4 separate regions of the Mus musculus genome follow, and regions 2, 3 and 4 are each linked to region 1. A link is a contact called in public HiChIP or PLAC-seq and promoter capture Hi-C data. All regions are on one chromosome and are shown on one strand. Each heading gives the region's core, a stretch centred on a gene start, on an enhancer-like site or on the middle of the called end of the contact. The rest is flanking DNA. Distances are from core to core; before and after follow the strand shown. Region 1 holds the start of Zbtb17 (zinc finger and BTB domain containing 17). Region 2 overlaps Arhgef19 (Rho guanine nucleotide exchange factor (GEF) 19). Region 3 has its middle 8.7 kb from the start of Gm13056. Region 4 holds the start of Fblim1 (filamin binding LIM protein 1).

The links. HiChIP or PLAC-seq counts read pairs in DNA pulled down with a chosen protein or histone mark. Capture Hi-C pulls out chosen DNA fragments and counts their contacts.
Region 2: an HNF4G HiChIP or PLAC-seq map of pancreatic cancer cells shows a contact between it and region 1. The contact joins the enhancer-like site here to the promoter of Zbtb17 in region 1. A contact is called at or near these places in 1 of 39 promoter capture datasets (liver), 2 of 484 Hi-C or Micro-C datasets (embryonic stem cells and liver), 4 of 115 datasets of contacts at active chromatin or transcription factors (embryonic midbrain, embryonic stem cells and pancreatic cancer cells) and 3 of 9 other capture datasets (adipose tissue, liver and pancreatic islet).
Region 3: an H3K27ac HiChIP or PLAC-seq map of embryonic stem cells shows a contact between it and region 1, with 9 read pairs. The contact joins the enhancer-like site here to the promoter of Zbtb17 in region 1. A contact is called at or near these places in 1 of 484 Hi-C or Micro-C datasets (nephron progenitors), 3 of 115 datasets of contacts at active chromatin or transcription factors (embryonic stem cells and extraembryonic endoderm stem cells) and 1 of 9 other capture datasets (adipose tissue).
Region 4: a contact with region 1 is called in a promoter capture Hi-C map of liver. The contact joins the promoter of Fblim1 here to the promoter of Zbtb17 in region 1. A contact is called at or near these places in 5 of 39 promoter capture datasets (the 3T3-L1 cell line, embryonic stem cells, hematopoietic stem and progenitor cells and 2 more), 1 of 15 datasets of contacts at CTCF or cohesin (stem cell-derived epiblast-like cells), 4 of 484 Hi-C or Micro-C datasets (B cells, bone marrow-derived macrophages and embryonic stem cells), 21 of 115 datasets of contacts at active chromatin or transcription factors (the 230-238 cell line, the NIH/3T3 cell line, bone marrow-derived macrophages and 13 more) and 5 of 9 other capture datasets (adipose tissue, embryonic stem cells, liver and 2 more).

What each region holds. Positions count from the first base shown.
Region 1 is chr4:141,439,796-141,447,568 of GRCm38.p6, forward strand. Zbtb17 (zinc finger and BTB domain containing 17) reads left to right here and starts at 4,878. Exons shown (of 16, transcript NM_009541.2): 1 at 4,878-5,007; 2 at 7,456-7,542. Gm42337 reads right to left here. Exons shown (of 4, transcript XM_030253993.1): 2 at 7,186-7,254; 3 at 4,798-5,388; 4 at 4,191-4,509. The coding sequence ends at 4,442.
Region 2 is chr4:141,255,123-141,262,895 of GRCm38.p6, forward strand. Arhgef19 (Rho guanine nucleotide exchange factor (GEF) 19) reads left to right here. Exons shown (of 18, transcript NM_001379647.1): 17 at 1,182-1,286; 18 at 1,600-2,382. The coding sequence ends at 1,757. Among named protein-coding and RNA genes, the nearest start is that of Gm52686, 10 kb to the left of the region's middle. Within about 2 kb of position 5,114, at least 49 of the 459 cell types and tissues checked have an H3K27ac peak or open chromatin away from gene starts, as enhancers often do. A contact at or near this core is called in liver and pancreatic cancer cells, where this site is marked.
Region 3 is chr4:141,283,298-141,291,070 of GRCm38.p6, forward strand. No RefSeq gene overlaps it. Among named protein-coding and RNA genes, the nearest start is that of Gm13056, 8.7 kb to the left of the region's middle. Within about 2 kb of position 4,649, at least 114 of the 459 cell types and tissues checked have an H3K27ac peak or open chromatin away from gene starts, as enhancers often do. A contact at or near this core is called in embryonic stem cells and extraembryonic endoderm stem cells, where this site is marked.
Region 4 is chr4:141,594,774-141,602,546 of GRCm38.p6, forward strand. It overlaps Fblim1 (filamin binding LIM protein 1), which reads right to left and starts at 5,151. Exons shown (of 9, transcript NM_001163256.1): 1 at 5,075-5,151; 2 at 1,122-1,175; 3 at 451-706. The coding sequence starts at 697.

The DNA.
Region 1 (7,773 bases), core at 3,628-6,127:
GTTCTACTCCCAAGACGGCTTGACATCCTTCAGATACCAATCTCAAGCCTCTGTTTTTTTTTTTGTTTTTTTTTTTTAAGATTTATTTATTTCATGTATATGAGCATATATGAGTACATTGTCTTCATGCACACCAGAAGAGGGCGTCAGATCCCATTGCAGATGGTTGGGAGCCACCGTGTGGTTGCTGGGAATTGAACTCAGGACCTCTGGAAGAGCAGTCAGTGCTCTTACCCACTGAGCCATCTCTCCAGCCCACCTCAGGTGTTTTGAATCTGGGATGCCCCCCCCCCCCCAGCTATAAAGTGGGATTTTTTTTTTTTCTCGAGACAGGGTTCTGGCTGTCCTGGAACTCACTCTGTAGACCAGACTGACCTCGAACTCAGAAATCCGCCTGCCTATGCCTCCCGAGTGCTTGGATTAAAGGCGTGCCTGGCTAAAATGGAATTTTTACAACTCAGGTGAGGCTAATTTTTGGAGAACAAGCTACAGAGCTCAGGAAGACTTTGTCTTGATTTAGCAAGGTGTAGCCAGCATATTGCCTGAAGGCTGAACTCAGTTATTCCTGAGACAATAGATACAAATGGCCCAAATCCAACAGAACTTACTTCAAACATTAAGGTTCTCCCCACCCATTTATTTATTTATTTGTTTACATCACGTCTCTCTCACCCAAGAACTCTTTAGATGATGATGAATGACGCCATTTCAAATGTCAAAAGTCAGACATTTGTTTTGCAACACTCTGCCTACTCTAAATACCTCTGAAGTCTACACCTTAAAAGTGTATGTGTGGGGACTGGAGAGATGGCTCAGTGGGTAAGAGCACCCAACTGCTCTACCGAAGGTCCAGAGTTCAAATCCCAGCAACCACATGGTGGCTCACAACCATCTGAGATCTGACGCCCTCTTCTGGTGTGTCTGAAGACAGCTACAGTGTACTTACATGTAATAAATAAATCTTTTTTAAAAAAAGTGTATGTGCGTGAGTTTATGTGCATGGCATGTATACAGTTGCCCTTAATAAACTCATGTAGGCATGTAGATCAGATCGTTGTGAGCTGCCAAGTGGGCACTGGGAACTGTTAAATTTCAAACCCAAAGGTGGCAAAGGTGCCTATTTAACATATCAAAGCAGACCTGGATGCCAGGTTCTCCCAGAATTCCTCAGACCCTGTTACAGGACTTGGCTGGCATGCCCCACCCTCTACCTTCTGAACTCTTCAGCCAATGGTTGGGATGCCCTGCCCCCAATGTGTTTCCCTACACAATCCAGCCCTTTTGGTTCCTTGCCTTCTCTTGTTCCTTTTGAACCTTTGGCCTCCTGGTTCCTCCCTCTTCCTTCCCCTCCCCCTCTCCTGGAATGGCTCAAGGTCAAGACCAGCTGGACTCTCCCAGATGTGCCTGCCTCTGGCTAAGCTCTCCCTTTTATCTACAATAAACTTTCTCCTCCACCATACCTATGAGCAGTCAGGACCTTTCCTTTTTGATCTCTCTTCTTTCTTTCTTTCTTTCTTTCTTTCTTTCTTTCTTTCTTTCTTTCTTTCTTTCTTTCTTTCTTTCTTTCTTTCTGATCTCTAGCAAAGGAACCAAGTTGAAGTCCTCTGCAAGAGCAGTAAGTGCTTTTTTTTTCCCCTCGAGACAGGGTTTCTCCTGGCTGTCCTGGAGCTCACTTTGTAGACCAGGCTGGCCTCGAACTCAGAAATCCGCCTGCCTCTGCCTCCCGAGTGCTGGGATTAAAGGCGTGCGCCACCATGCTCGGCAACAGTAAGTGCTCTTAAGCTGCTTAGCTCTCCAGCCTCCCCCCCCCCATTAAAAATTAAATGTACGTAGCTAAATTGGCCTTGAGCTCAACCTTGCTGGTTGTGATGGTGCAAGCATTTAATCCCGGCACTCAGAGGCAGAGGCAGGTGGAATTGTGTGAGTTCCTGGACAGACAGGGCTATCCTTGTTTCAAAACAAATAAAAAAACCCTCAAAGCTCTCCCCCCATGCCTCAGCCTCCAGCTGGTTGGAACTGCATTTGTGTGCCACCACACCTGGCTCAGGAATCTTGTTTACTACACAGAGAAACCCTGTCATGGTTATGGGGTCCACTTAGATCCAATACAACTCAACAGCTCAGTACAGATAACAAAAAATGTAATCAGGCCACTACTTATCTGTCAGACCAAAAAGCATCGCAGGGGATGAACTGTGACCCCCCACTACTCAGCCCAAGCCAGAATGTTACAGAGCTTTTTTTTTTTTTTTTTCCCGGTTTTTCGAGACAGGGTTTCTCTGTGTAGCCCTGGCTGTCCTGGAACTCACTCTGTATACCAGGCTGGCCTCAAACTTAGAAATCCACCTGCCTTTGCCTCCCAAGTGCTGGGATTAAAGGCGTGCGCCACCACGCCCGGCTGTCACAGAGCTTTTAGGCTTGAAAAACCAGGATCATCTGTTGCAGGTCACAGTTACATTTTCCCACCCATCAGGATTTAGGCACAGGGAGTTTCCTTTCCGGTTTTATCTCTGTCAGCTGATACTGAATGCAGGTTTTACAGTCCAACCAATCAAATCCATTTGGTCAAAAAGAGGTTAGGAAGAGTCATGTTCTGGAACAGGCATGCCATTATGTTTTAGGGAACAAACGATAAATAATGGGAGCTGGTCAGCTATCGGGTAGTCCTCATCTCCTCTAGGGCCTGGAAACTAGAACTTAGCTTCCGCCTATCATTAAAATGGAGTCTGAAAACAAAATGGCAGTATTTAAGACAAGTTCCCTTTGCTTGTTCCCAATATCTTTTGTTTTGTTTGTTGTTTTTCGAGACAGGGTTTCTCTGTGTAGCCCTGGCTGCCCTGGAACTCACTCTGTAGATCAGGCTGGTCTCGAACTCAGAAATCCGCCTGCCTCTGCCTCCCAAGTGCTGGGATTAAAGGCGTGCGCCACCACTGCCCTGCATCCTTTTTTTTAGTTAAAGATTTTAATTATTTTATGTATATGAATACATGGTAGTTGTCTTCAGACACACACCAGGAGAACTCAGCAGATCCCATTACAGATGGTTGTGAGCCACCATATGGTAGCTGGGGATTGAATGCAGGACCTCTGGAAGGGCAGTCAGTGCTCTATTATATGTCTTCTCCTTGGTTAGACACAGTTCTGGCTTCAAAGGATGTTCTAGAACCTTCTCTCCTTGTAGAGCTAGAAGAAACTGAAAGGTGATGGAGGAGTCTCATGGCATTAGCAGCCTCTTGCAAAGTAACTGCCCTCAATGGGAGGAGGGACAGCTACCTTCGACTGACAAGGGGTCTCATTGAATTTTAGATTTAGAGATTGAGGACACAAGAGATCCATCTGTTCCACTTAGCCATCTCTATTTCCAGTTCCTAAGTATTAATCTTTCCATTTCCACACCCCTGGCCAAGCTATGAATATGACCCATCTAGAAATTACACCATGAATCTTTAGTGTGCAGAGTCAGAGAGCTGCCTGTCTCTAGCCTCCAAGTGCTGGGATTAAGGTGTGCATCACACTCAGCTAAGTCTTTGTTCTTTGAAGAGTTTTCAGTGAAATTATAAATAACAGTTAATATTCTGCAGTCCTGGCATAGTAATTAAATACAAACCCACCCTGGCTGCCAGCCCTGACCTTCTTCATGCCCTTCCCATATCACTTCCTCCCTGGGAATGGAGCCTGCATTCTCAGTCATGCTAGGCTAGTATTTTACCACTGACCTACATCTTTAGTTCTAATCTAATTTCCAACCTTCAGGACACTGAAGCCTGAGGTTTCCATACGATAGGTTGACTGGCCAATAAATCCCTGGGATTACAGAATGCACCACTCCTAGATTTTATTACTATTATTTATTTAATGTTTACTTAAATTCTATGAGTATTTTGCCTGCATGCTTGTATGTATGTCTAATTCCTGCAAATAGCAGAAGGCATCAGATCTCTTGAAATTGGAGTCACCATGTGGGTGCCGGGAATCGAAGCCAAGTTCTCTACAAGAGCAAAAGTGTCCTTAACCTCTGAGCTATCTCTCCTGCCAGCCCCCTGGCTTTTACCGTGGTTTTCAAGATAGAGCTTGTGTAGCAAGCAAGCACTTGTGCCACTGACCTGGCCCGCGGGTCAGTAAACAGGGTCTGAGAGAGAGAGAGTGGGGACAGGGGCAAGAGACGCGAAGAATGGAGACAAGACAGGCTATCTGATCAAATCTCATTTATTGGAAGGCAACTATGGGTATATATGCACTTGCTGGGAGTATGGCAGGAGATACTTAACCACAAATCCAGGATATGTAAGAGAAAAACAAGATGTTATCAGAGTGTGTTCAGCTGTGGTGGGCTTCTTGCAAAAACATCATGGTAGGAAAACAAGTCTCTTGTCAGGGTGGAAAAGTACCAACTTGTAAGTAAATAGCCCGAGATGGCTGCAGAGATGACAGCCGCTTTCTGCTAGGAGTCGGCTCCCAACAGGCCACTGAGTAATTTATTTACCCAGTCCGAGTTGCTGGGTTTGATCCCTAATACAACAAACAAACAAATAAATAAAATTACCAAAACCATAAAGGGAGTCACAAGTAGGTCCACATCTTTCCTTTGTCACAAAGATGTTTGAGTAATCCTTTTGCACCTAAGTTTTCACTCCTCCCAAAGAGAGGAGAAAGAACTCGGTTGTATCGTGTGAGCAATGAGACAATAAACAGTAAAGAGCTTAACACAGAGTCCGGTGCACAGCAAGTGTCCCGGCAGCTCTCTGTGGAGCCGGAAAACAAGGGTTAAAAGAGGTCCAACTCCAGAAGAGCACTAACTTTCGGCTGGCACGGCGCATGCGCCTGCCGGCGGTCGCGCACCTCGGACGAGCGCTGCGCCAGCGACGGAAGTCCCAGCCGGGAAGCCAGCGAGGTCGGTTCCGCCCGGTTCTAACATGGCGGCGCCCTTTGTCTGCTGTGAAGCGCTGCCCCCGGCCTTCTCGCGGCCGTGATGCACCTCCATCTGTGGTGGGGTTCGGGACATGGCAGGTGAGGCCCGGGCGGCGCCAGCGGTCCGGAAGTCCCGGGAGGCGGGACCCGAGGCGGCCGGGGACCGGGGCCACGGGACGCCGGGACGGTTGTGTGGGGGAGGGGAGGCCCGGGCGGAGGGCGCCGCGGGGCCCCGGGGCGGCGGGAGCGGCCCGGAGGGGTGGCCATGCACCCGCGCGGCCGACGGGGCGCGAGTCGCCTCCCGGGCTGGGTGACACCGCGGCTGGTGGCATCTCCGCCCCCGCCGCCGGGCTGTCACCGCCCCCTGACCCCGCGCGCCGGCTGCGGCGGGTGGGCGTGCTGCGGCCGCGTGGGGGCGAAGTGCGGGGCGGCGCGGGGCTGGTGGGGGCGACCTGGATGTGTCCCGGACCGGGAGCCGCACTGACCTCCCGTCACAGACCGTTCATTCATTCACTCGTCATCCATCCCACCATCCCTCCATCCCGTTTCCCTCGTTTCTCTCCGCCCCTGACAGATCTGAGGACAGAGCAGAAGTGCGGGCGGACTGGGTCCCCGAGTGCGACTAGGGTTCTCAGCTCCAAGCGGAGACTCTCTCCACCCCAGTATCCTCATCCTTAAAATGGGGTTATAATAAAATCTGTCTTCTGAGATGTGTGAGGGGTTACGTGGTATGTTGTCCAGGGCCTAGCATGGCCAGTTAAGAGCGTGAACGCGTGGAAAGTCCCTTGCTGCTGTTAAGTGTCATCACCGGCATCAGCGTTCAGAGCTCAGAGACTCACGTGGGAGAGAGAAACGGGCTTTCCAGATGTCAGTGCGCTGCAGGAAGGGAGCCTGACTTGGGAAACCGTACACAGTTTAGGTGAACCTAGGGAGTCCCCGTGTTTCAGAAAGCTGAGCCGAAAGGTTCCACGGGGGAGTGAGGCAGAAGGACAAGGGCATCCTAAGTTGAAGGTGTTGTCTGTACGAATGTTCAAGCTCCTCTTCCTCCGTCAGAGGTGGGTGGTAAAGTCAGCAGGCTCAGCTGAAGTCTTTGGGGATGCTGCAAACCCAGTTCAGCACTTTAACTTTTAGGTTAATGGGAAGGCATTTAAGAAGCCGGTTTGTGGACCAGAAAGATCACAGGTTGAGGCAGGCTGAAGAGGCATAAAGGAGTGGGCCTGAAATCAGTTAGAGATTGCTAGATGCTGGGTGGTGGTGGTGAACTTCTTTAATCCCGGCATTTGGGAGGCAGACAGGTGGATCTCTGAGTTTGAGGCCAGCTTGGGCTACAGAGAGAGTTCTAGGACAGCCAGGGCTACACAGAGAAACTCTGTCTCATGAAACACACACACATAAACACACACACACAAAATTGAGAGAGAGAAAAGACTAATTTAGGTGTAAGGGTGGCCTTGAGTAATTTTAGATTAGATGCAGAGTGGGAGGAGATAATTTTGGAGGTAGAATTGATAAAACTTGGTGACAACTTCAGTGAGAAGCCACAGAGTCATCAGGTTTGTCCCATTCTTCAAACTGTAGCGTGCGTGCAGATCAGAGGACACCTTGATTGGGTTCTCGTCTTCTACCGTGTTGAGTCAGAGTCTCTGTCCTTCCTGCTGTGTGGTGTAGCAGGCTGGCTTCCTGCATCCATCCGAGTCTCCTTCCATCTGCCTGGCAGCTCTCCCTGGGAAAGCTGAGATCACAGCTGTGCCCCACTGCATTGTGGGCTTTGAGGAATCAGACTCAGGTTGTCAGGCTTGTCGGGCAACCCTGTCCTTTACTGACGGATGTTGGGAGGAAGCAGGACCTGGAGCACAGTGAATAAGAGGGAAGATTTAGTACTCCCCTCCCCCAAGACAGGGTTTCTCTCTGTAGTCTGGCTGTCCTCGAACTCGGTTTGTAGACCAGGCTGGCTTTGAGTTTACAGAGATCCACCTGCCTGTGCCTCCACACCCAGTGGGAAAGATTTAGCTTTAGATGGGTGGGGAATGTGTGCTTGAGCAAAGGGAAGCCTGAGGTGGTGTGTGCCTAGAATCCCAGCACTAGGGAGGCCAAGACAGAACTGTGGGTCGATAGTTCACCGGTGATTCACTATATAGCCGGAGCCACACTGCAAGCTCTAGGCCAGCCTGAGTTGTAGTGTGAGACCCTGTCTCAAGAAACCCAAAACCCCACCAAAAAAGGTTGAAGTGACGCTCTCTGGTGGTGATCTTATGGCTGGCGTCCCGCAGAGGTCACCTGAGTGGGGGTATGCGTTGGGGTGAGTGCCAGTGTTGTGGACATCTCGGAAGTCCACGCTGCACTGAACTGGGTAAGATCACCAGCTGGGCAGGGCTGTCCCAGGACCAAGAGGAGCCTGGGGCCCTGATCATTCTCCTTGGTCCCCAGGCCCAGCACACAGGCTGTTCTACAGCGGGCCAGTACTCATTCATTTACCATCAGTTGAGGGCTTTTGCCAGGCTGCGTACTAAACTCACTGAGGCTTCCTCTCCGGTGTCTTTGATTCAGGTGATGAGCTGGAGGCGGGGAGCCGAGCTGGAGATCCTACAGGCACACTGTCTGAGAAGAGAGACCCTGGCCTTTTGGAGATCTGAGGTATGTGTGTCTGTGACTCTGAAGGATGGAAGCTTGCTCCAGATCGCTATGCACACTCAGCATGGTTCAGATCATCTGGTCAGGACGTTTTTAAGTCAGGTGTGGGGGTACACACCTTTGGTCCTAGCATTTGGGGATTCAGAGGCAGACGAATCTCTGAGTTCAAGGACAGCTTGGTCTACAAAGCCAGTCCAGGGCAGCCAGGGCTGGTTATATGGCTACATTGAGAAA
Region 2 (7,773 bases), core at 3,864-6,363, 180 kb before region 1:
TGGGTAGCCCTGGAAGGCGTTTGAGCAGGGGCACAGATCTGAGAGGGGGAGACAGACACATTCCTAGCAAGCATGCGCTGTGGCTGTGTCTGGGGACTGGACTCATTTTATTTACTCCTCGTGGTGATCAAGTTAGCCAGGTTCATTGGCTTCGGGTTTTTTCCCCATCTTAGAAACTAAGGCTCAGAAAGGTTAAGTAACTTGCCCAAAGTCACACAGCCAGTTCCTGCCTGAGCTGAGAGTCAGGCCAAGTCTGGTGTTCTCCCTCCCTCCCTCCCTTCCTTTCTTCTTCCCTTTTTGAGACCAGAGTCTTGCTGTGTAGCCCAGGCTGGCCTTGAATAAGTAGCAAACCTCCTGCCTCAGGTTCCCTATGTACTGGGATTGCAAGTGTGAGCCACCACACCCAGCTCAAAGTCGTTTGCATTGCTCCTTCTCATCTGTCTACTCTGTCATCAAACTCTGAGGGCTGGAACGGGACAGAGTCTCTCGTTTGGGCTCTGAGCCCCACTGAGGCCAAGGACCAGCCTCCTCCTCTAGCCAAGCCATCAGCAGAAGCCTCTGAGAGATGGCCCTGAGGGTGGAGTCAGGCCCTCCTGCCTGGCAGAAGACATCAGTTGCTCAGGGCCCACAGCATCCCTGTGTGGCTGGAACAAACATCCTGAGAGTCTGAGGGAAGCAAGCTAGGAAGGAAGGGAAGCCAGAGTGGGCGGTGTCACGCGGAGCACTGTGGATCATTTTTTAAAAGATTTATTTATTTATTGTATGCATATGGGTACACTATTGCTCTCTTCAGAGACACCAGAAGAGGGCATCAGATCGGATAGTTGTGAGCCACCATATGGTTGCTGGGAATTGAACTCAGGACCTCTAGAAGAGCAGTCGGTGCTCTTAACCACTGAGCCATCTCTCCAGCCCAGCACTATGGATCTTGAGGGGCCTTTGGGACTTTAGAGGCCCAGAGAACTGTTGGGGCGAGTGAAGGGCATTGGGGGCTTGTGGGGGGAGTCTAGAGGTCAGTTCGAGGTGTCACTGTGAGCTGGGGTGGTCAGCACACTTGGTCAGAGCCTCAGGTTAGGAAAGTTGTCTGCCATGGGCAGAGGAGCAACTGTCCCGGGTTTTCTTTTTTCCCACTGCCTCCCACCTCTGATCTGGGGACTTCTGGACCCTCTCTCGGCTCTCAGACCGACCCCAGGTCCAGTGTGTGAGGACCTACAAGGCCCTGCAGCCAGATGAACTCACCTTGGAGAAGACAGACATCCTGGCAGTGAAGACCAGGACCAGCGATGGTGAGAACCAGGCCTTCCCAAGAGCCCTTTTGAGGGGCACGACGTAGCTACATGACCAACCTGTCTCAGGGGAAGGTTATGCAAGTGGCGATCAACCACAGCATTCGGGAATCTGGTTAGACCAGAGGAAGGACTTCCTGCTTGAGAATGGAGAGTGGTGGGGGAGAGTAGGAAATACCCTTCTCAGAGGTGTGGCCCATTCCCAGGAGCTGGTGACGTTATGGTAATGTCACCTGGCCCCTGGCTGGCATCAGGCTACACGGTGTTCCGTCCCAGGCCCATCTGGCAGCCCTTCCTTGCTGTGTGTTCCTAGGCTGGCTGGAGGGCGTGCGCCTGGCCGATGGTGAGAAGGGATGGGTGCCTCAGGCCCATGTGGTGGAGATCAGCAGCCTCAGCGCTCGACTGCGCAACCTCAGAGAGTACAAGAGGGTCTCCAACGCCAGCAGCAAGCTGGGGGACCCACCTGCCTGATGCTCTGCTGGGGCCCAGCTGGGGCCACTCGGGTGCGGGTGGCCTCTGTGTGTCTGAGGGCCGCCTTCACAGTCACTGGGGGGTGTCAGTCCTGTAAATATGCTCTGGCTGCCTCTGCTCACAGTCTGAGCTGGGGCCTTTGCACCGGCTGCCCCATCAGGAGGGCGGGGCTGGCTGTTCCTGCTGTCACTGGTCTCCAGGTGTCCCGTGGGCAGAGGGGCTGCCTCAACCTGCTACTTTGTCCTCCAAGTAGCAAAGTGTCAGATCCAAGCAGGCTTGAATATTAAAGTGACTCTGTGAGTTTTCCTAGTTGCCAAGAAAGCAACCACCGACTGGGGGGCCTTGAAACTATCAAAGCACAGCTCAGAGGCCAGGCTCACAACTCAACCTCCTGGGCTGGGCTCCAGGAGGAGGTGATGCCGGGGCCCCATCAGGATTTCAGGAGAGAATCGCTCTTTGCCTCTGTGAACTTTGTGGTTGCCAGTGAGCGGCACTTGCAGACAAATCCCAATCCTACTACGTGTCCTCGTCCGCCTCCAGCTGTGAGCCTATGGCTTCAATGGGAGATCCCCTGCCCCCCAACCATCTCCCCATCACTACCCTGGAAAAACCATCTACAAACATACATCTTCCCTGTTTTGTTGTTTTGTTTTGCTTATTTGTTTAAAAAAACGTTTTAGATGTATTTCATGTAGCATCTGCTTCTGTGCACCCTGTGCATGTAATACCAGGGGAGGCCAGAAGAGGGCGACAGATTCCCTGAAAATGGAGTTACAGATGGTTGTGAGCCACCATGAGCTAGGAACCAAAACCAGGTCCCAGTCAGTGCCTTTAACCCCCAAGCCACCTCTCCGACCCCCTACATACAGTTTAAAATATGTAACATTAGCTGGGCAGCGGTGGCGCTTACCTTTAATCATAGCACTCAGGAGGCAGAGGCAGGTGGATCTCTGAGTTCAAGGCCAGCCTGGTCTACAGAGTTCCAGGACACAGGACTACACAGAAAACAAGTCCCCGGAATAAAGACATAAATATGTATTGCAGATATTTTTTTTTCCAGCAAAAGCTGTGTCAGAATAGAGATGTGATTGGACCAGCTTGGATCCATGGTTTCCTGTGCACTGATCAGGATTAGTGTGTGCTGTTGGGCCTATTAAGTGTAGCTTTCACTTGTAGGCCCTACACAGTGGGGTAGCTTTCTGTCACAGCAACAAAATGCTTGAAATAATTTAAGAAGAAACGTGTATTCTGAGTCTTTAGAGGTTTCAATCCAGAGTCACCTGGCCTTGGTGCTCTGAGCCAATGGTAGCCCAGTAATTCATGGTGGACATGTCTGACACACAGAGGGAGAGGTGGGGTCTCCGTATCCCCTCCCAGTGACCTAATAATACCTCCCAGGTTCATTTGCCATAACCCACCTCGTGTCGTGACCCTTGGTGTCTGGGACACTTAGATCCAAATGGCAGCAGTAGCCATGTGTGCAGTCCTGAGAGCCAGGCTGAGCAGGGTTGACCCTGGAGTCCCATGGGCCACTGGGGGCACCTCTGCTGACCCAGAGGGTGAGTTAGCTGTGAACAGTTGGGATGGGGTCTTCTTCGGGGCTTAGAGAAGGGGCCCAGGCATGGTGGTGCACACCCTTAATCCCCACACAAGAGAGGCAGGGGCAGGTCCAGGACAGCTAGGGCTTGCTTCACACCTCTCTCTCTCTCTCTCTCTCTCTCTCTCTCTCTCTCTCTCTCTCTCTCTCTCTCTCTCTCTCTCTCCTAAAGAGAAGAAGGGGTGGCCCCGGCCATGGGTGGTCAGGGAGGAATGCTGACTAAGGTTTTAGGGCGATGTGGGAGCGTGTCTGTTTTCCTCCTGCTGTTGTTCTGTGTTTGATGGATACACTCTCCCTCCGAGCCCACACACCAGTCTCTCTTCAGTTTCCTGGGGCAGGGTTTAGATAGGCCCATTGGCTCAAACTCACAATGTAACCAAGGATTCTCCTTCTTTCTAATGTTCTTTGCACAAGTTGGTTTCTATTGATTTGGTTGGTTGGTTGGTTCTGGTTTTTTCGAGACAGGGTTTCTCTGTGTAGCCCTGGCTGTCCTGGAACTCACTCTGTAGACCAGACTGGCCTTGAACTCAGAAATCCGCCTGCCTCTGCCTCCCAAGTGCTGGGATTGTTTTTTAAGGCAAGGTCTCCAGCCCAAGACAGACTCGGACTCCCTACATAGTCCAGGATGACTTCGAACTCCTAAATCTCCTGCCCCCACCTCTCAGTGCTAGAATTACAGACCCAAGCTACCACCGCAGGTTCATGTGGTGCTGGGGATGGAACTTGGCTTTGGGTCCCACTTGATCCTCCCAAACTGCGCGGCATCCTTACCCCCGCCCCAGCCCCGCTCCGAATCGGTTTTGTATTTAGGTTTTCGTTCTTTGGATCCACCCTGAAGTCCAGGTGGTTCCCCCTCTACTGCGTCCACGTGAGCGTGAGCTGAACCTCGCCCGGGTCTTACTCAGTCCACACGTGCCCTCTCCTGTCTGTCCTCTAACTTCCCTGTCTGTCTGACTCAGCTCCTCTGTTTTCCCTTGTTTTTCCTGGGTTTTCCTGACCTGGGCAATTTTGAGGCTTTCTGGTCGGTATTTTGTACACGATCCTGCAATTTGGGTGTATCTGATGTTTTTCTCATGACGAAGCCGGAGTTGCTGCGGCTTTCGGCGGGAACACCACAGAGGTAAACAGAGTCCTCTGCTCATGACGTCAGGAGTCACGTGATGGCCACATGGGTCACCAATGGGGTTGATTGTTTTTCCTTTCCTCCCCCTGCGTCCCCAGTTCTCACATTGTAGTCCAGGCTAGCCTCAAACTCAAGGCAAACCTCTTCTTCCCTTCCCAAGTACTGGCATGAGAGAGGTGAGCTGCCAAGCCCCGACGATGTACACAATCTTTAAACAAACAACAACAACAACAAAACCAAAAAAAAGCTTTACAGAGGGTCTTAACGAAGCTCATGCTGGCCTTGGCCCAGGCCTGCCCCTCCTGAGGGCTAGGATAACAGACCATGTTGAAAAACATTTTGGGGGGAATTGCTGGCGACCTAACTCTTCCTTCTTCCCCCACCCCCCTCTTTCTTTCTTTTTCATCTTTTTCTTTCTTTCATTCTTTTCTTTTCCTTTCTTTCTTGGATGAAACCCAGGCCCCACCCACACCAGCCAGGACCAGGAAACACTCCTGGGTCCCGTGCGGTTTGTGTTCCCCCACCGTGCCGACTCAGGCTTTCACTTCATTCATTCCGTCAGCCTGCCATGTCTGTCAGCGCGGACTCATTCGCTGGGCTGGGATCCAATATGTGTTTACACATCGTCCTAGCAAGCTGGGTGTGGCAGTGCACAGCGATTAGCCAAGCACTCCCTGGGGAAGTGGGAGGGGCTATGTCAGGAGGACCGTAGCCGAGGAGACCCCCCCCCTCCTACAAAGTAAGACCCTTCTGCCCCATAAAGGGGGACTAGGGGCTGGGGAGGCACCAGTGTTGGAGTGACCCAGGGCAAGATTCCTGTACTGCATAAGCGGCAGGGTGGTGCCTGCAACCCAAGCACTCAGGTGAGGGCAGGGCGGAAGAAATTCTTGGGCCATTTGAGAGAGACCCTGATCAGAGCCTCTTGGGTCCGCCCTGTCCTGTATATCCCATGCCCTCAGGGCTCACACTACAGCGAGCTCCAGGCTCAAGTCCTGCCCAGGTAGAATCTGTTAAAGAGTTGGACTCTTTCCAAAGAACAGAGTTCTCCATGCTGATGAGGTATCTAGAGGCCCTGAGGACTTAGCCAATAAGCATCCCTTCTTGGACCTTCCTCCCTGCAAAGGGTATTTATTTAATCACTAGTCCACCCTGAGAAGGAGGTACTCACCCATTTTCCATGATGAACAATAAACAATTTGGAATCAAGGACCATCTCTTTCATCGCAGTGGGGAGCATAGAGAAGGCCTTTGACTACTGAGTCACAACGCTGCTGTCTAAACCTCCCGTAGAAGGACCCTCTACATGCCCAGACTCGCCACCACAGCTAAGCCAGAGTCCCCCATCCCTGTCATCCTCAGCCTGCAGACCCCAACTCCATCCCCAACCCCTTGTGACCCAGCAGAATCGGGATGTCCGGGAGTTTGGGAGCCCCAGCCCTGAGCTCCTCATGAGAGGCCCACGGACCCTTGACCCTCTGTTCCTGACTCTTGAAGTTTCCAGTTGCAACTGAACTCCTGTCTCCTCAGCCTCAGCCTGTGCTGTGTCTCACCCAGGCTGCTCCCCCCCACCCCCCCCTTAGGCTATGTTCATAACCCTTTTGTCTGTCTGAGCAGAGTTCACACACCCCAGTGGTGAGATGGACCACAGGGAGGGGCTGCGTGTACCACAGAGCTTATGTGTGTGGGGGGGGGTGGGGGGGATGTCAGAGGGTAACTGCAAAAATCAAGTTCTCTTTCTTCCACATGTGGGTTCCAGGGATTGAATTTCAGTCATCAGGCTTGGTGGCCAGCGCCTTTACCTGCTGAGTCAACTTGCTGGCCCAAATCCATATATTTTCATACCTGAATACCATGAATGTAGGAAGACATCTAGCTCCTTTAAGACTCTCTGCTTCAGGCTGGAGAGATGGCTCAGCGGTTAAGAGCACTGACTGCTCTTCCAGAGGTCCTGAGTTCAATTCCCAGCAACCACATGGTGGCTCACAACCATCTCTAATGGGATCTGACGCCCTCTTCTGGTGAGTCTGAAGATAGCAACAGTGTACTCACTAGGGGAAAAAAATAAGGCTCTGCTTCAGCTTTAAACAGGGGTGGCAGTGGGGAGACAGAAGCAGGTCAGGGTAAGATCCGCAATCCTCTGAAGGAAGACCCCAGATTCGGATAGTATACAAAGACAAAGAGTGTTTAATCTGCAGAAACAGCCAGCATGCTAGGGTCACCAAGAATTGGGGAGGGTTACCATCATTACCAAATGGTATATTCGAGTCCCTTTTTAACAGGACGGCTTAATTGCTTCTTAGATAACAGCAGACTTCTAAAACTTAGGGTATATCCCAAGGGGTTACAGAAACCATTAACCGAAGGTCATAAAGAAGACATACACCACAGAACACCAGGTGCAAAACCAGGAGATAAGATAGTGACTAGGAGCCGGGCGTGGTGGCGCACGCCTTTAATCCCAGCACTTGGGAGGCAGAGGCAGGCAGATCTCTGAGTTACTGGTCTACAGAGTGAGTTCTAGGACAGCCAGAGCTATACAGAGAAACCCTGTCTGGAAAAGACACAAAAAAAAAAAAAAAAAGAAAAAAAGAAAAAAAGAAAAAAAGAAAAAGGGTAGTGACTAGGAGTGTCTAAACAAGACTTCAAGGAGGGCTTAGTTACAGTCTTAAACTTCCCATGACTCTCCAAGTCAGTGACAAATGGTGAAAATTAAGCCAGATAATTGCCCCTACTATATAAGCATGTAGGCATTCTCTCTACAATCTCTTATTTAATTCATGATCTGAGTGAGTAAACTCTCAGTGAGCTTTTACCATGTGAACACATGCTCTGACAGTCATACACTTACTGGGAACAAAAGGCAGAGGTAAGTCCCCCTCCCCTTTCCTCCCAGTGACTTCAACTTAGAGGAGCGCAATTCCCAGCTTTATGGAGCCAACCCCTGTGTCACTCTGAGGTGTTAATGGAGGCTGCAGCTGACAGCCTTAAAGCCCCTCAGTCAGACAGATCAACTGCAGACCTGCAGAAGCAGAGTACCTTTTACCCAGGACAGACAGCAAACAGCCTGTGGCCTAGTTTGTGAGTGGATATAAAATGGGATATAAAAAACGGACTCCTCACAGAGCTCTGTGAGTTCAAGGCCAGCCTAGTTTACAGAGTGAGTACCAGGCCAACCAAAGCCCTACAGTGAGATCTTGTTTTCAAAAAACAACAGAGAAAAAAGAAAATAGAGGCCAGAAGCTCCCTAGGGTCTGGGTTGCCTGGCACATCTGGACTCAGCTGGCAGAGGGTCCCAG
Region 3 (7,773 bases), core at 3,399-5,898, 160 kb before region 1:
GAGTGTAGACAAGAGACTTGGAGGAGACTCGATGTGGAAGCAGGAGCTAGGGGTCTCAGCTTCTCAGACAGACCTTCCAGCGAGGGGCAGGCTTCTCTACTAGGGCTGAGGCCTGAGCCACACCAGAGTCGCCCACGCTGGGGAAGTTGTTGCCTCCACAAAACAGGATAGTGAGAGAAGGGACAGACAAAGAAAGGGAGACCCAGAAGGTCAGTAGAGAAGGACTGTGTGTGTGTGTGTGTGTGTGTGTGTGTGTGTGTGTGTGTGTGTGTGTGTGTGTGTGTGTGTGAGAGAGAGAGAGAGAGAGAGAGAGAGAGAGAGCCAGGGATGGGGTGGGGGTCGGAAAAACCTCCATATGCGTCCACACTCGTTTGTTAAATAAGCTAGTCCTAAAGTCTCTGTCCTTGCTGGCTGGCGGTAGCCCAGGAGTGTGACCTTGGGGCTCCAGTCCCCTTGCCTAGAAATGAAGTCATGGCTGTCTGCCTTAACCTCCTCCACTTGGGGACCTTGTCCCTGGATCCTGGCTCAGAGCTGAGGGCTCCTGAAAAGACACACCACACTAACACACACACACACACACACACACACACACACACACACACACACACACACACACCCTGATGCTCTCAGATGCCCCCAGGGGTGGTCTACAGCTGAGTTGTTCATCACTCTTAGCTGGGAGAATCTGGCTCCTAGAATGCCTGGGGCTCAAGCCAGGCAAAAACTGTAGCCCAAAGCCTCGGAGAGACACGGGCTGACTCGCAGCTTTAATGTGCAGTCTGATCCGCAGGGTCTGGAGAGCCCCAGCAGGCGGGGCTTCCCTTTCTCCCTAGGGACACAGTCTTCAGTCCTGTAATATAGGGCCCTTGGTTAGAAGTGAGGACGTTATGAAGGTGTTCCCAGAGGGTGGGGGAGGGGAGCAGGTTCACTCTAAGCAGTCACGGGTTCTGCTCAAGTGTGCACACAAGGGCACACGTGCATATTCTGCATTCAGACCCAGCCTTTGCTATGGTCTGAGTTCTATACATTGAAACCTCTGAGAATCCTCAACCTGCTGGTGGTACCCACTACCCTGTCTCCTTTTGTTGCATTGTGTGTGTGTGTGTGTGTGTGTGTGTGTGTGTGTGTGTGTGTGTGTGCTTGGGCCTGCCATGTCCTCCTTTAGTGAACAATGAGACAGAGACTTCTCATTAAAACAGATCTGGCAGAAAAGATGACATTCTAAAGGGATGACCTTGTCTTTCAAGGTGACTATCAGGCCAAGGAAACAGTGCAGCCCAAATAATTAGCAACTTCATAAATTGGAATTTCCCCAGGAATCTCAAAATGGGAGAAGGGAAAGGCCCTACCCTTCTGGGAGGGAATTTGTCCCCTGATGGGAGAATCCACATAGCTTGTTGGACCACCCTACTGCTGAGGCTGAAAGCCCAGACAACAATGGGTGGGTGGGTATGGGACCGCGCCTTGACCCAGGCTGCCTAGATGTACACATCCTCAGCTCTCCATTTAACCATTAGTCTCACTTCAGAGCCGACCCAAGAGTGGGAAGTTTGTGAACTCTCTGTCCCTACTCCCAATGTGACCACACTCAAGAAATCTTTTTCTGCTTTCTATTTTTTTTTTTGTCTATTTGTTTTTGTGAGACAAGTTTTCTCTGTGTCCTGGACTCACTTTGTAGACCAGGCTGGCCTCGAACTCAGAGATATCCATTTGCCTCTGCCTCCCAAGTGCTGGGATGAAAGGTGTGTCCACCGGAGCCAGCCCGCTCTCCTTTTTAAATTGTCTTACTCAGGATGGTGGCAGGATCTGACTTGGGGTACAGTTTGTGAGCCTCAAATTTGATAATAGGATCAAGCCACGACCCAGTCTTCTGAGGATGAAATTGGAATCAGAATTCTACTTTACTCTCTGTCCGCCCCCTTCCCCCCCTCCCCGCCCCCAGCCTCACACCCAGGGGAGTAGGGAGCGTCCAGGGCATGGCTCTCTACTGCAGGGCCCAGGAGGGGCACAGCGCACCTCTCAGGCTTCCGGGAGGGGCCTCTCAGATAACAGCTGATCCTCAGGTTTTGTTCCTGCCACAAAGGCTCCCCCGGATCCAGGCTTAGCAATGAATGGTGAATGGAGGCTGTGGTCCCTTCCCTCGGCTGGGCAGGCAGTTCTTCTAGGGGCTGGAGAGCCTAGCTTGCTTCACAGAGTCTGGCTCCATACCCTAGGGGGAAGCAAAAGCAAGCAGACCTGGGGCATTAAAGGAGGCGGCAGAGGTCTTGGGCGCACACCTGGACGGACTCGGATTTTCCAAGGACAGGTAGCTGAGGTATATTCTGTCTTCAGTGCAGTTTTGGTAACACAGCTCTAGTATCTCCAATTCAGAAACTCAAACCGTCGGTGTCTGTGAGTGACACGGGATGGCCAGCCGAGTTCAAATTTTGGATTTTCAGAAGAAGGATGCTCAAGTCCTTGAAAGAGTCTAGACGAATGCTCTAAGATCTGAAATAGTTCTGGTCCAGAGAGTGTGGGAGATCTCCCCGATAGCACAGCAAGACAGAAACCGGACCACTGAGCAGGTCCAGTCCAGAGTCAAGAGTTCTGTTCCTGAAAGAGCTGCCTCCCCTGCTCCAGAGCAACACAGAAAAGGACAAAGGCAGGTAGAGGAAGAGGAAGAAGAAGAGGAAGCGGTCTTGCTAGAGGAAGGAAAGGAGGCTTTCCTGGGGGGGGGGAGGGTAGAAGAAGGGTCCCCACCAGGACACAGTTCCTGGAAGAGAGGAGATAAAAGCCAGGATTTCTTTACCTAAACCTCCCAATAGCCCCCCCCCTCCTTGAGGAGGATCTGGGGTCACTATACCTGGGACTCAGATTTGCTTAAGACAGTAGATATAGGGGCAGGAGAGATGGCTCAGTGGTTAAAAGCACTGACTGCTCTTGCAGAGGTTCTGAGTTCAATTCCCAGCAACCACATGGTGGCTCACAACCATCTGTAATGGGATCTGATGCCCTCTTCTGGTGTGTCTGAAGACAGCGACAGTGTACTCACATACATAAAATAAATTTAAAAAAATTTAAAAGGGGCTGGAGAGATGGCTTAGTGGGTAAGAGCACTGAGTGCTCTTCCGAAGGTCCTGAGTTCAAATCCCAGCAACTACATGGTGGCTCACAACCATCCATAATGAGATCTGATGCCCTCTTCTGGGGTGTCTGAAGACAGCTAGAGTGTACTTACCTATAATAAATAAATCTTTAAAAAAAAATTAAAAAGACAGTAGACATGAAGGGTGAAAGCGACCTATCCTGGAATCTAGCCATGCTGTGCTGTCTCAGGGAGGTATAAATCCCTCTCTGATCCAACACTCAAGGCTCCCCTCATCCTAATGGAGATCTTCATCCACACCTCACAGGGGTGTGGAATCCGTAACTGAAGGTCCCCTCGCTGAAGGTTTTCATGCTAGGGCTGCTTTTCAGCCAAAATCTTAGGCAGGCAGGCTTTGTCCAATGTCGCGTAGACTATAAATCTCAGAGTCTCTTTGCCCTTCACTTTGGCCCCCTCCCCTGAGGCCTGCTTGTGGTCTGTTACTGTGTCTGGGACCCAGAGCCAAGGCTGCTGCAGAGCCCCAGGACCTACTGTGAGACGCCCTTCTGTCCAGGGAAAGAGGACGGAAAGGGAGGCAGCTTACCTGCCCCCCAGGTCCCAACCCTGCTGCTGTGGCAGCCCCCAGGAATGCTACTGCATTCCTGTGGCGGGGTGTGGCTGCCCACAGCTCTGTTTGCCCAAGGCCTGGCCGGGTTGCTAAGTAAGCCTTAGCTCCGGGTGCTGAGTCAGCACTCTCTGCTCAGTGCCTGTCATTCTCTGGAAACCCAGTCACCAGTTCGGTCCTGGCAGGAGGCAGGGTAGACTCTCTGCCTCTTCCCTTGGAGGAGGGAGGGGTGCTTTGAAACTCAAAGTGACATCAACAGCAGGGAGGGATGGTGGAAGTTGGGGCCCTCAGAGAACTTGGGGTGGGGGGAGCCGCTCCGTGTGTTTCAGGAACGAAGCTGAGGATTTTGGACCCTGCGAAAGGGGACTGCTTTGCGGCACGCATGCAGATGACCGTGACCGGCGCCGAGCTGGCTGCTGCGTTCCAGTCCCTTATCTCGTGTAATAAAACTGACTCAGTCTCTCTTACTGTCGATTTTGCATGTGGGGTAACTGAGATGTATCCCAGGACTGGCAACGGGAGCCTGGACTAGCCCCTCTCCCTCTAGTTCTCCGTTTCCTATGCTGGCTGGGGTTCACAGAAGTCTCTCTGTCCTGGAAGGAAGGAAAGAGTGTGCCTGAGAGATCCGGAGGACAGGTGACAGCCCTCACCGGCCTCTCCCCTGGGGCCGACTTTGATCCTCCAGCGGCGTCGCCGCCACAGCCGGCAGCCTCAGATTCCCCTTATCTTTATAGGTAGTACCCTTGGCCTGCGGGCTCCCCACCCCAGCCTGGCATCCTGAGGGTAAGATACAACTTCCTCCCAAGAAGCCAGAGTGGAGCAGAAGGCCAGAGCCACATGGGGCAAGAGACATCGGAAGTCTGGGATGTTGGCTTTCCAGGCCCTCTAGGGCTGCTGACAGTGGACCGGCTGGGTGTGGGCACTGGCTGACAGGGCGAGGCATGAGGGTCAAGAGGCCACCAGTTTCGATGGCTGGGTTTTGTGGCTTTCGATAAGAGAGGAATGGCAGAGTCATTGGGACATGGAGTGGGTGGGGCTAACTCTAAGGTGGCCAGGCACTTTTAAAGCCATTGTCCAGCTCAGTTCTGAGGTCCCACTGCCCCCGTCTGCTCCCTCAAAACAGATGATAGTGATTTGAGTCAAGGTCACAGGTGACAGCATCTTTCATCACTGGAAGCTCCGGTCCTCTGATGATGCGGGCGGGGGGGGGGGTATTGCCCTCCCTTTGGGGAGTTCACAACCAGAGGGTGGAGGCAGGTAACACTGATGTAGGCCAGGCCAGTCTGGATGTAAGGAAGTCAGGGTGAGGCCTCAGGACCTTGAGGTCAGGCCTGGAGGAAGACAGTTTCACAGGAGGGGAGTCTCCGCCGCGTGAGCCTGAGGCATGTGTGCAGGTCATTAACATAGGCAGATGCTGCATGCCAAACAGTTATTAGCATTGCTCTCTGGAGACAGGGGACCAGGACAGAGTATTACTGGGCAGCAGCAGGCAGCCTTCCCCGTTCCCAGCTCCACGCCTCACACACTCCTGCACAGACACCTACAGGAAAACACTACTTGTATCATTGTGCATGCTTGCATTCGTGCGCAGGTGCATGTGTGTGTTTATGTATATGCAGATGCTTATACAGACAGAGGCCAGAGGACAGCCTGCACTATCCCTCAGGTCAGCCTTTCGTCGGAGGTAGGGTCTCTCCCTGGCCTGGAACTTGGCAAGTGGTGGGGAGTAATAGCTTTGCTGCCTTCTCCCCAGGGCCTGATCGAAAACGCATTCCGCCACACCTGGCTTTTTATGTGGGTTCTAAGTATTCAATTCTGGTCCTCATGTTTGCAAGGCAAATGTTTCTTCAGCTGAACTATTTTTCCAGCCTCCACGCCCCCCCCCCCACCTCCATTACTACTCTCTAAGGCAGGACCTCAGAGTTGAAGGGATGCCGTTGGAGTTAAGAGGACCCAGGTTCTGTTCCCAGCATCTATAACTCCAGTTCCAGAGGGATCCAATCCCCTTTTTTTAAGCCTGTGAGGGCACTGGGCACACACGTGATACACATAAATACATTCAGGTTAAACACCCATGCACATAAAAAATGAAACAAAAGAAAAGACAGGGTCTTGAGTAGCTAAGGATAGCTTCCAGCTCCCAGTCCACCTTTTGCTACCTCCCAAGCAAGCAGGGTTAAGAGAATGTGTCTGCCCCATCGGGCTTTCTTTCTTTTGGTTTATCAAAATAGGGTCTCACTCTAGCCTAGGCTGGCCTGGAACTCACTATGTAGCTCAGGCTAACTTGAAACTCACAGCAATCCTTTTGCCCTCACCTTCTGAATGCTGGGTTTACGGGCACACATCCCCACGCATGCCCAGTTTGGGCGGAGCGAACCCTAGGCTTTCTGTAAGCACCGGATGGCCCACCCGAGCTACGTCCCCAGTTTTAGTTGTCTGACTGAGTAAACCTTTCACCTCTCAGCGCCTGTTGCCTGTTCGTCTGTGGAGGCTGCTGACAGCCGCCTGTCTGATGCAGGCTCTGTCGTGCTGCCTCAGACACTCAGAGGTAGATGCCCATGCTGGCCCCATACTTTCACCTGGCCCAACCCTGCCCTCAGGACGCCTGAGTCATGTGCCTCCCCACATGGCCCACTCAAGTGTCTACAACTCGGAAGAACTGTGACCTGCTCTCCGAGGGAGCCTTTGCCCCTTTGCCAGCAGCATGCTATCTCTGGGGCAGACCCCAGGTCAGCCGGACCCCATAGGGTTTAAAGGTCTTTTGTGAGCTCCACAAGAGCTCGCTTTAAATCCGGGCTGTCCCCTTCGTTCAATCTCTGCCCCCTGTAAAACCGGAGGTTAACAGTCATCGGGATGAACTCTGAGAGAGGATCCATCCAGATTTAGTGTTCTGGGGTCACCACTACGTGCTCAACCGGAAGTGTGGCCACCGGAAGACAGAGCCTCTGTGCGGTTGCAAGAAGACATAGTCGCCAGGTGACCTCAACAAACCTGTTATGTTCTAGGCCCCGAGTTGGGCACTGGAGCCTCAGAATGACAGCAAAGTAAAACCAGTCTCAACTCCTGAAGGCTCTCGTCCTGCACCAGGAATGCGTCCATAGCCAGATGTGAGTCAGTGCAAGGAACACTGGGAAATGCAGAGTGCCCGGGAAGGAATGGGGCTGCCACATGCCGGGGGGGGGGGGGGAATGTTCGTTAAGTGATTTTTTTTCCCTCCTTGACTCAACTTTTCCATCCATAGAATGGGCATGAAATGACCACCTGGCTGGCTTGCTGTCCATATATATTCAAGAGGTATGGGCACCTAGCCCGGCTCATCAGCAGGATGGACAATGGCTATGGGTGGTTTCTATCCTGGAGGGGTGTCATCTCTTATCCCTTTCTTTTCTTCTAAGCCTGTGTTGGGGTGGGCCTTCCAGTATAGCCAAGGCTATCTGTTCCCACAGCCTATGTCCATGGCCTATGTACAGCCCTGGATTCAGTCACTAGGTCTTAAGGCCAGGGAAGCCATTGAGGCTTCTTGAATGTGTCTGTCTGTGCAAGACAAAGAGACCCTCATCAGCCTGGCTTTGAACATGTCTGGCGACCATAGACCAGAGCAAAAGGCAGGGATGTATAGCTCTGAGTCTACAGAAGAGAAGACTGGGGATGTGTGTGTGTGTGTGTGTGTGTGTGTGGTGGTGGTGGTGGTGGTGGGTGTCACAAGCCATGCCTGGTGACCTAGGACTCTCCAGGATGTGGGAGCTGGAGGTCCCTCAGAGATGTCTAGACTCTCCACCAGTGTGGAGAGCCCCACTCAGGGCCTGAAGGGTGGGGCTCACTAAGTGCAGCAGGTACCAGGGCCAGGACCGTCTGGAGCCTGCCCACCCTAGCTGAGGCTCTTCAGAGCCAGAGCTGGCTGTGGGGTGTATGTAGCTCAGTGGAAGGATTCTGTGCAGCCTGTCAGACTCAGCCTTCCCACTTTGGGTGCTAAGCTGCAAGAGTCTGGTACTGATGTATTGATATCTTCCCTTTAAAAAAAAAAAATATATATATATATATATATATTTGTATTTTATTTTGGAGACAGTCTCTCTCTGTAGCC
Region 4 (7,773 bases), core at 3,901-6,400, 160 kb after region 1:
CACATGTGTATATCTGTGTGCATGTGTGTGTATGTGTGGAGGTTAGAGGACAACCTGCAGGAGTTGATCTGCCTGTCCACCTTTAGGTAGGTTCTGGGAATTGAACTTAGGTCCTTACACTTGCCCAGCGAGCATTTTTACCGGCAGAGCCATCTTGCTGGTCCTGTATTAAAGCTCTTAATCTTCACAACTATACTTTGAAGTTTTTATGTGACATATCATATTCGTAAGGATCTCTATTGCTAAGAAATTGAGGCACAGGGAGGCTGAGGGACCTGCAACATCCCGGAGCTGAAAAGGAGAAGAGTCAGGACTCGGGCGCAGGTAGGTGGGTTCCAGAGTCGGCCTGGCACACGGACAGCACTTGATGAATGAGTGACCCCTAGCCTGCCCTTTTCTCCCTGCCTTGGTGCTAGCTCTGTCCTCGTCCCCTTAGAGATGCTCTCTTACCTCCATTGGAGAGCTGAGGTGTGACTCCAGAGAGTGAGGCATTGGTCTTGCCAGAGGGCGTCCAGGTCTTGGGGCTCCTGCCCACTGCGGCCCCAGGTGTCTTTGTGGGAAGCATCTCCCAGGGCCGAGCGCGTCTGGCTTCACAAGCTGCCTGGCCCACTTCCTCACTCACGGCTACATCTCGGCGTGGCGGTGCCAGGGTGATGAAGACAGAGGAGGCCACCCTTTTCTCAGGCTTGGAGGCCATGATCGCCTTCTGTTGGGGCCAGGAAGAGAAGGGGTTCAGGCTATCAAAGGGTATCCTGCTGGCCACCAAAGAGCTTGTCCAGAGCCTCCCTTCTCCTACAAGACACTGTCTAAATACCCAGGCCCTACCAGAGAGGGGACTGAGGCAGGAGAATGGTGTGGTCTGGGCCAGCCTGGGTTGCACAGTGAGCAGGGAAGGTCAGAGGAAGAAGTAGGAGGGGCAAGGGATGGCCTTCAGATAGGCCAGGTGGCTAGTTCACAGGGACCCACACACTCCAATGGCTCCTCCTGGTGGCCAGTGCTCCAGAGCAATGGACAGCCAGCCCTGCAGGATCCAGACCCTCCTCCTTGGCCACCTCCTTCAGAGCCCAGCCCAGACAGCTGGCGGGCAGGTATTAGGATACCCACCCCGACCCCTCCCTTACCTGAGAGACTGATTTCCTACTGGAAGACAAGGTCCAAAGTTCAGGCCAGCTCCACTGGAAGAGAACAGGATGGTAAGAGCGGCTGGAAGAGGAAAAGACAGCACGTGCTCCCCATGCTGCCGCGAGCACCCAGCGACACATCATCTTATTTCATCAGCGAGGAAACAGATGCCAGAAGTCAAGTCCCTTGACTGCTTTGTTCTCTTCTGCCCACTCCATCCAGCCCCGAAGTGTCACATCCTTGACACTCTGTGTGTGTGTGTGTGTGTGTGTGTGTGTGTGTGGTGGCTGTGGGTAGTTGAAGGTCTCCTATCTTACCTCCTAACCCTCATCTTCTCAGAGCATAAATCTGATTGTTTCTCCCCTGCTTAAAAGCTTTTTAAGACTGGGTGGTGGCAGTGTACCCTTTAATCCCAGCAGAGGGAGGCAGAGGCAGGCAGATCTGAGTTCAAGGCCAGCCTTGGCTACAGAGAGAGTTCCAAAGAAATCCTGTTTCAAACACACACATACACACACGCACACACGCACGCACGCACGCACGCACGTACGTAAATAATAAAAGTTTTTAAGCCGGGTGAGGTGGCGCACGCCTTTAATCCCAGCACTCGGGAGGCAGAGGCAGGCGGATTTCTGAGTTTGAGGCCAGCCTGGTCTACAAAATGAGTTCCAGGACAGCCAGGGCTACACAGAGAAACCCTGTCTTAAGGCTTCCCATTATCTCAGAGGATAAACTCTAAACTTCTATGGCTTCCCCCTCTCAACCCCATCCATCTCTCTGATACGGGGATGGGACTCAGGGTCTTGCACACGTGCGGTACAGAGCCAAGCCCCCAGCCTACCTCAAGTTCTTTTAACCCTCTTAGCCCTTTCTTTCCCGCCTTTCTCTGGGGGAGGATGTTCCTACAGGGTTAATTTTAACTCTCTCAAGGTCCAGTTCAAACCTCACCTCATCCAAGGGAGTGTCCCGACTCTCACCCTGGGGCAATGTCTGTTTCCTCACCTTGGGGACAACTCACCACAGGACCTGCTGGCTCATTATGCATGTGTCTGATACCCTCAGGTAACCCGCCTGCCTTCAGTGGTCTGCATCCAGAGCCAGAGAGCGGCTGGCAGTGCATGGGCTGAAGCAGGGATCTGGGCAGAGGGAGCACCTTCATGCTGGGAAGGACAGGCAGCTCCTGCAGACAGCAGCCTCTGGGGTGGGTCACTGGGGGTGAACTGGCCACAGAGCACCAAAGTCCTCCCTGGCACCCAACCATAGTTCCCTGGCTAAAAATGTGCCCCTTATCTCTCTCTCCCTTCCTGGCTCTGTGTGGGCCACCATGCCTCGACCCTGAAGCCCAGTCACGGGTGCTTAGGGAGGTGTATGGCTAGTCTAAATGGGGCTGGACAGTAGAGAGGGGTGACAGATCCAGAGTCCCTGATGGGATGGGGCTCCCACATGGTCACTCACAGGCCTTCCTCTGATCCCTAAAGTGCGTTGGCTTCCTTAGACCCTCCTGCAGGCTGACAGAGACACAGACCAAGAAAATAGCTCTGGGAGTGTCAGGCGAGGTGACACATGCTTTTAATCAGATGTGCCAAAGGCAAGAAACAGGGGAATGTCTGTGAGTTGGAGGCCAGCCTGGTCTACACAGCGATTTCCAGAATAGCCAGGGCTACACAGAGAAACCCTGTTTCCCAAAAGGGTAAAATCTTTTAAAAAAAAAAAAATTGGGGGCCTGGGCAATAGTGGTACACACCTCTAATCCCAGCACTTGGGAGGCAGAGGCAGGCAGATCTCTGTGAGTTCAAAGCCAGCCTGGACTACAGAGTGAGTTCCAAGACAGACAGGGCTACACAGAGAAACCCTGTCTAGTAAAAAAAAGTGTATAAAATATGTGTATGTGCACACACACACACACACACACACACACCTCACCAGGAATGAGGGCTCATACTTTTAATCCTAGCACTCAGAGGCAGAAGAGCAAGCAGATCTCTTCTCTTGTCAGTTCAAGGCCAGACTGGTCTACATAGCAAATCCCACACTAGCCCAAACAAAGAAACAAACAAACAAATTGAAGCCAAGAACGGCCACACATACTTGCAACTGTAATCTCAGAACTCAGGAAACCTGAGACAGGAGGACCATGGGTTCCAACCCAGCCTGGGCTACATAGTTAGACCCTCCCTCAACTCCACTGACATTTATAGAGTCGAGAGCTCAGCCTTCAAACCTCAGCTGTAGGGAGCCTCTGTCACGCAGTCCCAACAAGACTTAGAGTGGATTTTCTTGGCCCTCCAGCAGGCTTGGAATCCTTTCAGAGGATCCAGCAACCTGAAAGTCCTGGGGCATCCTTGGACTTTTTCTTCCCTGGACCACACAAGCCTCCTCCCCCACTCCAAGCTCCACCCCTTCCCCCAATAACCCAATCCAAACCAGTTTCTTGCGGTCAACACATTCTAGGCGGGTCCTCTGAGACAGGCTGTGGCTCTTCAGGAACCCTCCTCCACCCCCACCCCCACCCCGACTCTGACCCCCCATTCCGTTCTCCCTGCTTTCTCGGAAACATCCAGCGTGAAGGCCAGATGTTCGCAGCTGGGCAGCCATACCCGCCCTTTACGTTGTCATGCAGAGGTGGGGACCTCAGGGATGGAGCAGCGCTGGGGATTTTCAAAGCCCTGTCAGGTCCCTTAAGGAGAGCCTGCTGGCGCTTCCCTTTGGTCCCACTAACCCTGAGTTCACCCAGGCGGGGGTGGGGTGGGGGTTGGGGGGAGCATTCTATGAAAACTTCCCAGCAGACCCTCCACCCCCATCCTTCCTCCCCCGGAGGGCAAATCAGACACCCAGATCCAGTTGGGTAAGCGGAGAAAGTGGGAACAAAGGGAAAGAAAGTCATTTCCTGTCAAGAGGAAGGAAGGAGGCTGAGAGCCGGCCAGCCAGCCAGCCAGGGCCGGCCTTAGGCTGCAGCCCCTGGGAGGGGATGTGCTGGCGGCCTCGATAACTCTTTGCCCGCACTCTAAAGCCACCTCCGAGTCATTTCTAAGCATTGCTCTTTCACACAGACCAATAAGCAATCTAAGTTGAGGACTAGAATTAAACTTTGCTGAAAGTGGAAGAGTGAATGTCCCCCCACTCACTCCCACAAGACACCTTGCGATCTCAGAAGGCTAAGGGCCTCTCTCATCCTCTTTCCTAGACCAGAGAAAGGAAGAGGCGCAGAAGTCAGATCTCCTCAGGCTACCGGTCTTTTGTACTGGGCGACCTTGACGCGGTCACTCAACCTCTCTGGGCTCGCTTTCTATTCATAAAGAGAATAGAAGTCTGCCCTGGAGGGTGGCTGGGGAGGCCAGCTGGTCGTTCAGCCCCAGGGGGGAAGAAGGAGCCCTGCGGCTGGAGGACAGTGATCTCCATTGTTAAAAGCTGGAATCTGGGCGCTGCCCAGCCTCTCCCCCTGGGACCTCAGGTCTGGCCTGGAGATGGGGGAGTAGTTGCACTCACTTTGGGGATCGCCCACTTCCACACCCCGCCAAGCCAGGCGAGGAGACCCCAGGACCCTCCTTTCCCTCTCCAGACTGGAGCTGGAAACAGGGTCCGGGAGGGGCAAAAGAACTCGGGAACTCTGCTCCCTGGCACAGCAGCAGAGCGGGACAGTTGGCCGGGTCACCGCAGTGACTATAATTCGATCCATATGCGGGACGCTATCCTCTTTGTGCGGGAGCCTCTGCCCTGCTCAACCCGTCCCAATCAAGAGCCAGGAGATGACCCCTGTGCCGTCCCCGCACAGCCTCCCAGAGTCCCCAATGGCTGAGATCCTGGGACACACAGGGACAAGACACAGTACCCGCCCCGAGCCCCCCAACCGCGCCGAGCTGGGTTCAGTACGGTGGCCGAGAGTTGCCCATGTGGCCACCTGAAGTTGACCCTGCCCGGGGAGCACAGCCAGGACCCCCACGCCGCACCCGCTTACCTGCCGCGCTCCCCACGCCCGGCCTCCGCCGGCGCTGCGCCTCCGCCCCTTGCTCCCGCCCCAGCCTCCCTCCGCCCGCCGCCCCGCGCGCGCCTTACCATAAAAGGTGACGCTCGGGGAGGGGGCGCTGGCTCGCCCTACCTGCCCCCCCACCTGTGGCCGCGCCCCCTCCCTTTGTTCCCACCACTCCTCCCCTTCCCTGTGGCTCCTCCTCCGCTGCCCACCCCCACGGTGCACCGGGGAGGGGCGGGGCGGGCTGGGGAGTGGGATCCTTAGCCAACCTCGCTCTAGGTCACCTGGATGAGAGGCTCCACCTGCCCCAATTGGTGGAGAGGGGTACTTGTAGCCAGACTGACTCTGAAATCCTTCAGGGTCATAAGTTAGGCTAGACGCATGACCTGGACTGTCAACCCCGTTTTCTTAAGCCTCAATCTTTAATTCCTAAAATGGGGTCCGCACAGCCCACCTCTGCAACGTGGCCTAGAGTTAAAGCGATAATGCTAACATATACTGGAGTTGCGGGGCTTATTCAAAGGATGCCTGGGGTAGGGTTTTCAGACACCCCAGCGAAGCAAGTCACCTGGATCTGCTGTCCTGGGCTGTCACTGCCTGTGTGAGCCTATGAATCCTTCTACAAGTGGGTCTCAGGTCCTGTAGTGGAAAGAGGCCCTTACAGGAGACAGGGGAAACAATCAGGTCACCTGTTTGCTTTCCGGCCCTGTTACTGGCCCCTGAAGAAGCAGAGCACAGGGCCCTGCGGCCTGGGTTGGGGCTGCTCTGGACAGCTCAGGTCCCTAGAGACCTGAAGACATTGCAGGGGAAAGGAATCTAGGTCTGATTCCCAGGCAAGCCGATTGTTCTTTCGATTAGAGGCACAATGGGGGACTGGGCAGGGGAGAGCTGGACCCAGAGTCATGGGGGGGGGGTAACTAGGAAGGATTAGGTCCCCTTCTGCAGCCCTCCTCGCCCCCCCCCCCCACATACAACAGCTCCTCGAGGTGGTCCTTGTATTGCTGCAGAAGAGAGGTGTCAGAGTGGGGTGTCTGGGTGCTCAGCTCCATCCTCCGCCTCCCCACTAAGCCCCACCCCCTTAATGGCCTCCCCAGTCTTTGCCATTAGATTTTTCCATTTGATTCTACCCGCCAGTGTGGAGTCACAACGACGACAGTAACTGCTGTTTCTAGAGACTTCCCTTGTGTCCCTTTCAAACCTTTCATCTAACCCTTCCAGACTCTACTCCAGGGCTGATAGGTCCCACCCCACAGACCAGACACTGAAGCCGGCGAGGACCGAGGCTTGTGCAATGGGCACTGGACAAGGCTAGATTCAAGCCAGACCGGAGAGTGCCCCTTAGGCACCCGGATCTGCTAGTCCCAGAGGCTGGATTGCTGCCACCATCCCCAGATGAGAGCCAAGGACAGAACCCAGTATTATGCTGAGGCTACCGGTGCCCAGGGGCCCCTTGGGTGCGTTCCCAACCTGGCAATGGGGCCTCTTGTCTGTGGCAGGTGTGGAGACTCTTACACCTCAGCTGAGAAAGGGGGGCGCCACTGAGTCAAGGTGGTACTGACCTACCCGGTTACCCCACAATGAGACGCCACACGGAAGGAAGGGTTGACTTGGGGCCTTCGCCAAGGTCAAAGGGATTAATCTAGGAGCCAGGCTTCCCACATCCACAGTCTAAGGCAGTCTGGAAGGGGTCTAGCTGCTACCACTCACCAGCTGTCCTGCACCCCTGGCCTCTGTTCCACCTCCTCCTGCTGCTGCTGCTGTTGCTGCTTCCAGTTGGGGTATTGTCCTGGCTAAAAGTCGCCTGCACCAGCCTGGGTATCAGTGGCACCGATAGGCAGGTGCCAAACTTCCTGCAATGGAAACCCAGGAAGTGTGCAGGCAGAGAATACACGCCCTCTGTCTGCCAGCTCATGGACTCTGCTCCCCTCCCCCCTCCCTGCCAAGCTCAGACCAGGTCTCTTCTCCCCTCAGAAGTCCCAGTGGACAAGAAGAGAGCCCTCTACTAGGGCCATGACTGCTGAGACCCTGCAGGCAGAAGGAGAAGGGCTTAGGGATAAGATCCAGGGAGTGGGTGATATTTGCTGCCATCCAGACTCCTCTGTTGGGAAGTATAGCTCTCTTACCTTCCACAGTGGGGATTGAGGAGGCCCTGTAAACATGGTCTGGGCTCTGGCTGCCTGGTAGAGAGAGTCAGGAGCCAATAGGAACCAAGTCTGGACATTAATCCTTGCCTAGATGGGGAGATTATGAATGGGTTACACTAGGAAGGAGCAGAGACATAAATGGTGTGGGGGTGAAGACAAAACAGGGCAACAGTTACCAATAGTGGCATGTGCCAGGACGGAAGGTCAAGGGATTGAGATAGAGAGGTGGCGGGTGGGACGGCATCTCTGAAGTCATTGTTAGTCTGTGATGAAGGACCACAGAAGCATAGGCCAAACGAACTCTTAGTTGTCTGGTACTGACTGACCTTGAACAAGCACCACCTCCCAATTTTATTTTGGATAGGGTCTCCCTATGTAGCCTCGGCTAGACTGAACCCAGATTGACCTCCAACTCACAGAGATCCACTTGCTTCCGCCTCCCAAGTGCTGAGATTAAAGGGGTCTGCCAGCACACAGCACACACAGCACATAGCCTTCCCTCAGTAGGAATGTCAGAGCCACAGACATCCAGAGAGCACACTG